Linked DNA regions of Sus scrofa: region 2 is linked to region 1. Evidence: chromatin contacts called from public HiChIP or PLAC-seq data. All regions are on one chromosome and are shown on one strand. Each heading gives the region's core, a stretch centred on a gene start, on an enhancer-like site or on the middle of the called end of the contact. The rest is flanking DNA. Distances are from core to core; before and after follow the strand shown.

Region 1 (2,915 bases), core at 109-2,608:
CTATTCCTTTTGGTCAGAGTATACGGCCTCCTGTTCCTAACATTCCTCATCTGCCCCTCTTTGCTTTATTTACATCATCTTCTTGGTCCTTCTAGGTTTGAGTTTTCAACCACTGGTATTTGCTGTAAGAAAAACAGAACTTCGGAGTTCCCGTCGTGGCGCAGTGGTTAACAAATCCGACTAGGAACTATGAGGTTGCGGGTTTGATCCCTGCCCTTGCTCAGTGGGGTCAAGGTTCCGGCGTTGCGGTGAGCTGTGGTGTAGGTCGCAGACGCGAATCGGATCCTGCGTTGCTATGGCTCTGGCGTAGTCTGGCGGCTACAGCTCTGATTCGACCCCTTGCCCGGGAACCTCCATATGCCATGGGAGCGGCCCAAGAAATGCCAAAAAGACAAAAAAAATTAAAAAAATAAAATAAAAAAAATATTAAAAAAAGAGAAAGTTTAAAAAAAAAAGAAAAAGAAAAACAGAACTTCAAGTCAAGGTCAGAGAGAATCATCAACTCTTAGAGTAGAATGGAGATCTAAACTGAGCAGGTGAAGAGCTGAATGAAAGCTTTATTATGGCCTCCTAACCTGGCTCCTGGGTGGTCGGCCCTCATGAGGTAGATTTTGTGACAGTGCTTGTAACCTTGTGACTTAGACTGCTTGGCTATGAATCTTGGCTTTGAGCTCTATTACTCTATGAGCCTCAAATCATTTATAAATGGAGCATTGTTGGGATTGAGATCGTGCACAAGGTGCCCTCAGTAAAAGGTACGTTATTATTATTATTCTATTCCAGGGTGAGGGTATCAGATTCTCAAATGAGTTCCCTGGTGGCGCAGCGGGTTGAGGATCTCCGGTGGTCACTGATGGGGCTCTGGTCCCCACTTTGGCACGGATTTGATCCCTGGCCAGGGAACTTCCGCATGCCCGGCGTGCAGCCAACCCAACCATTACCAAAAAAACCCCCAAAACACAACAAATTTAAGGGGTTCTTAACTCAGAAAGTTGGCGACCTGATGCATAAATGCTTAGGAGCTATCAACAATACCACCCATGTGTCAAATGCATTGGCTCTATACGAGTGGACTGCAACGGGAATCCAGAGATCCAGGCTCCACTGCTAACTTGCTGAAAGTACCTGAGAAATTCCTTCAGCTCTCTGGGTGATCTATAAAAGAAGGTACGGTGGCCACGTCCCAGTGGGCAGCTGCAATGCAGCCCCAGTGGCAGGTTAGCCGGTGGAGGGTAAAGAGCTCTGCTGCGGGAAAGGCGCGGAGCCTCCGGGCGGACTACATTTCCCAGCCTGCCTTGCGCTTCGGGTAGCGCCCTACGTTAGCACGCGAGGCTCCCTGCTCTCCCAACCTCCAGTTACTGTCTCGCGAGAGGACGGGCCGCGCCGGCGGTAGCGATAGTGAGCTGTGGTGGTGGCGGTGGTGTTGGTGGTGGCGGCCGAGACGGCGGCGGCCATTTTGGTGAGGCCTCGGAAGCGGCGGCGGCGGTTCGCTGCGAGTAGCGTCTCCCATTTTCCCCACCCACCTCCCGCATCTCTGTGCCGTGAGAGGAAGCAGTGGAAGCAAGGCGGTGGCAGTAGCCGCGGGCCTCAGGGGGATTTAAAGGCCGCGAAGGAGGCGGCAAAGAGGGGGCCCTCCCCCTCCTCGGCGGGAGGGGGGGGTGGTGCGCACGCCCCCGAGGACGCAGGTAAGGAGAGGGAGACAAGATGGCGGACGCTCCACAGTTCCCCCTCCCCTGACGGCTGACTGCGCGCGCATCTTTCCGCCACCGCCTCCCCTCCCACCTTCCCGGGGTGCTGCGCGCGCACCTTCGGCCGGGGCCCCGGGGCCGGTGCGCGAGGCTGTCGGCGCGCGCCCATAGAGACAGGCTGAGGGGGGCCAGACCGGCCGGCACTGGGCTGGGGCGCGTCTTCTCTCCCCTTCCGCCCGTCTGCGCACGCGTGCCTGAGCGAGCGAGCGAGCCCTGAGAGGACGGACCCAGGTGCGCTCCTGCCCGCCCACCAACCCCAGCCCCCCACCTCAGGGGCGCGCGAGAAGAGGAAGGGGGGCGTGGGACGAGTAGTTGGGGCGCGCGCCCACCATATCCAGTCCGGAGCCAAGATCTGGCGGCACGAACCCTTCCTTATCTTAAGCTCTCTCGGTCTGGTGGTGGGGGGCTCCCTGACGGGCAGGGACGAGAGGCTTCCCAGCCCTGCGACCCTTGTGTGCGTGGGTTTGGGTTCTGGCGGGAGCCCCGGGGCGGTGAGCACAGCCGGCTCTCTCCGCCTCCAGGCGCGCACGCGCGGGCCCCTCCCCCAGTCTGTCGCGCACGTTGGGTGCGGTGGGAGTCTGGAGGGGGCGGGGCCATCTTAGGGCTAGTGGCAACTTGGGGCAGAGGTCAGGGGTCACGCCGGGTCAGGCTGTTGGGACGGCTTAGGAGATGGTGATGAAGCCTGGGGTCAAGAGTTCGGGCTTCTTGGATCCTGGTTAGCTTGAGTCCAGTGAATCAGTTGTGGAAGAGGGAGTGAATCAAAGGCTGCAGTGTGGTTAAGGAGCTTCCTTAAACACTGGGGAAACACTTCCGGGCCTTGTGTGGGTTTACCCTGCCTATTTCCGGGGCATGGGTCTTTGCTGTTCGGCCTTTCTCCCCTCCTGACTGCTCCTCTAAGGTCTCCTGTTGTAGTTCTTGTGTTTGGGGAAGTGTCTCCTGGCGCAGCATAGGAGGCCCAGGGCCCTGCCTTGAGAAAGGTTGGATTCTCCTATGTTCAGCCCTTACTGGAAAGGAGAGCAGGCTGCCAGGCTGCCAGTACCTTTTGAGCTTCTGGATGTGATAACTTGTTTGGCTTTGTTAATTTGCTCTTCATTCAGTGGTTGGAGCCTTTTACCTTTAAACTTTTTAAACTTTTTGGGAGGCTTCATTTCCTTACTTCAGCCAGAA
Region 2 (2,888 bases), core at 5-2,504, 89 kb before region 1:
TGGAGGGGTGCTCTGACCCGGGGCCTCACCGAGCGCGCCCAGGTGGCCGTAGGTCTCCCGCATCACGTCCCGGTACAGGGCCCTCTGCGCGGGCCGCAGACACCCCCACTCCTCCGGGGAGAAATACACGGCCACGTCCGCGAACCTCACGGCCGCGGGCTTCTTGCAACCCGGCCCAGTATCCCCCGGTCTCAGCACCGGGAGCCGGGCCGGAGGCGGCGCCATGGGGCCTCCCAGCCCCGAGCAGCGGCCGCCTGGTCCCCGCGCCCGGCCTCAGCTTTCGTCGTCCGCAGGAAGGGCTCCCGAACCCGGCCCCGCCCAGCCTCGGCTTCCGAGCGCGGCCGAGGGACTGAGGGAGCAAGGACTGGCGGTTTGGGATTCAGGATTCTGATGCGGACAAACAGACCCCCCTCGGTGTTTATTCACTTCACGGGCAGCTTCGATTTAGACAACCGGGTTGAGGGACCCGGAAGGTACCTTCAGAAAATATGGCGATATTCCTGGCTTCAGTTGCCACTGGTTGCCCTTAAGGGCGCCACCCATTGACCTTATCAAACATGGCGCCGGTCTGGCTTCTCTGGCTTCATCGTTCACTTGCCCTTAAATACAATGGCCTCGCAGGTGGGTTTTGAGGGAAGTGCCTGGCGGCAGGGAGTAGAGGAGGCGGAGGGGAGCTTTCTAGCTTTCAAGAAACGTGGACGGGGAACTATCTTACATATCCTGTGATAAACCATAATGGAAAAGACTATGAAAAAATACATGTATGTGACTGAGTCACTTAGCTGTAGAGCAAATTTAACACAATATTGTCAATCTATACTTCAACAGAATTTAAAATAAAACTTAAAAGGGAAAGAAAGATAGACAGACAGGAGGCTTCCAACACTCTCCCTGCCCATGCTGCACCGCGGCCAATCAGGGGGACTCTGGAACCCACAGAGGACCTAGCTTTGGGGAGCTTGGTTTGGATCCCAGTTTCCCTCCACACCTCCTTGCGGTAGGATCCAGAAGCCATCCCCAGCCTCTGCAGCCAAACCCTGGGGAGGTGGGGACAGCAGAGATGGAGACCAGGTACTGTGGGTTTGCAGTCCAACCCACCCACAGCTGTGAAGCCACCCGCAGCTCCGCTTGCTCAGTCTCTGGACTTGAGCCACGGATGGAGGAAAGTGCTTGATGAGGCTGGAATTGGAATGAGGGAGGTTTTTTGTTTTTGTTTTGTTTGTTTTTCTGTCTTTTTAGAGCCACATCCTCGGCATATGGAGGCTCCCAGGTTAGGGGTTGAATCGGAGCTACAGCCGCTGGCCTATGCCACAGGCACAGCCACGCCAGATCCAAGCTGCATCTGCGACCTACACCACAGCTCACAGCAGCACCAGATCCTTAACCCACTGAGCGAGGCCAGGGATCAAACCCAAGTCCTCATGGATATTAGTCAGATTCCTTACCATCAAGTCACAACGGGAACTCCCTGTACTCATTTTAGACACTATGGGCACCCTGTTAGTCTATTTGATATTTAACTTCTAGCCCATTCCCTTCTTTTCCCCAATACTTAATGCAATAAATGATAGTAACATATCCTATGTATGTTGTTATTATATTGATTTTCTTGTCAACTGCTTACTTTTCCTGAAAAAAAAAATTTTTCCTGGCATATGGAAGTTCCCAGGCTAGGGTACCAATCGGACCTGCAGCTACCAGCCTACACCAAGCCACAGCCACAGCCGCTCCAGATTCAAGCTGATTCTTCGACCTCAACTGAAGCTCAAGGCAACACTGGATTGTTAACCCACTGATCAAAGCCAGGGATTGAACCTGCTTCCTCATTTGATACTAGTCAGGTTCTTAACCTGCTGAGCCACCATGGGAATTCCTTCTTGAATTTTCTTTCTTTTTTTTTTTTTTTTTTTTGTCTTTTTTGTTATTTCTTGGGCCGCCCCTGTGGCATATGGAGGTTCCCAGGCTAGGGGTCGAATCGGAGCTGTAGCCACCGGCCTACGCCAGAGCCACAGCAATGCGGGATCCGAGCCGCGTCTGCAACCTACACCACAGCTCACGGCAACGCCAGATCGTTAACCCACTGAGCAAGGGCAGGGACCGAACCCGCCACCTCATGATTCCTAGTCGGATTCGTTAACCACTGCGCCACGCCGGGAACTCCCCCTTCTTGAATTTTCTAATTGTCTTTCTTTCCTCCTTACATTATTTACCCTGCTTCTTAAAGTTGTGCACATTGCCAAAGATAGCATCAAATCTCAAATCCCCTTTTTTTTTTTTTTCTGGGAAATTTCCCTCCTTAGGCCCTCAGTCGGGTTAAGCATCCAGTGTTTGCCATGAGCTGCGATGTTGATTGCAGGCACGTCTGGGATCTGGTGTTGCTGTGGACTCTGGAATGTTTGCTCTGTGATTGGGCCAGGTGGTGTACTGGATGGCAACCACTCCTTGATAGACAACCCCTCATGCTCCATCGCTTTTTCGCTTGGGCCTCTTCTGCCCTCCTTTCTTCTTACTCCCATCCCTGGATTCTAAGACAGGGAAAAAGATAAAACTTGAAATTTAGCAGTGTGTTCCAGCCGTTGGCCTGCCTTAGGAGGCAGCGTGAATGGCTGAGTATATGGCCCCTGGGAGTGAAGCTCAAAGACTGGTGCCTTAACAAGTCTTGAAACTTGGCCTGGAGTAAAAGCAAACTCCATTGTCTGGAAATTCTCAATAAAGGAAAGCCTGGAAGTGTGGAGGAAAAGGGAGGAGTCAACAATCTTGAATCCCTATTCTGTGTCAGGCATTGAGGATGGTGGTGGGCCCAGCCTCCAGGAGCTTAGAATCCTGAGCCCCTTTACGATCTTTGCAGACAGCCATTGAATAACCTCCCTTGGTGCTATCTATTCAAG

What was found. HiChIP or PLAC-seq counts read pairs in DNA pulled down with a chosen protein or histone mark.
Region 2: a contact with region 1 is called in an H3K27ac HiChIP or PLAC-seq map of alveolar macrophages. The contact joins the promoter of ZNF688 here to the promoter of SRCAP in region 1. A contact is called at or near these places in 2 of 47 Hi-C or Micro-C datasets (embryonic fibroblasts and heart right ventricle) and 1 of 2 datasets of contacts at active chromatin or transcription factors (alveolar macrophages).

The regions. Positions count from the first base shown.
Region 1 is chr3:17,701,305-17,704,219 of Sscrofa11.1, reverse strand. It overlaps SRCAP (helicase SRCAP), which reads left to right and starts at 1,358. Exons shown (of 34, transcript XM_005653006.3): 1 at 1,358-1,685.
Region 2 is chr3:17,789,796-17,792,683 of Sscrofa11.1, reverse strand. It overlaps ZNF688 (zinc finger protein 688), which reads right to left and starts at 1,254. Exons shown (of 2, transcript XM_013992457.2): 1 at 30-1,254. The coding sequence starts at 225.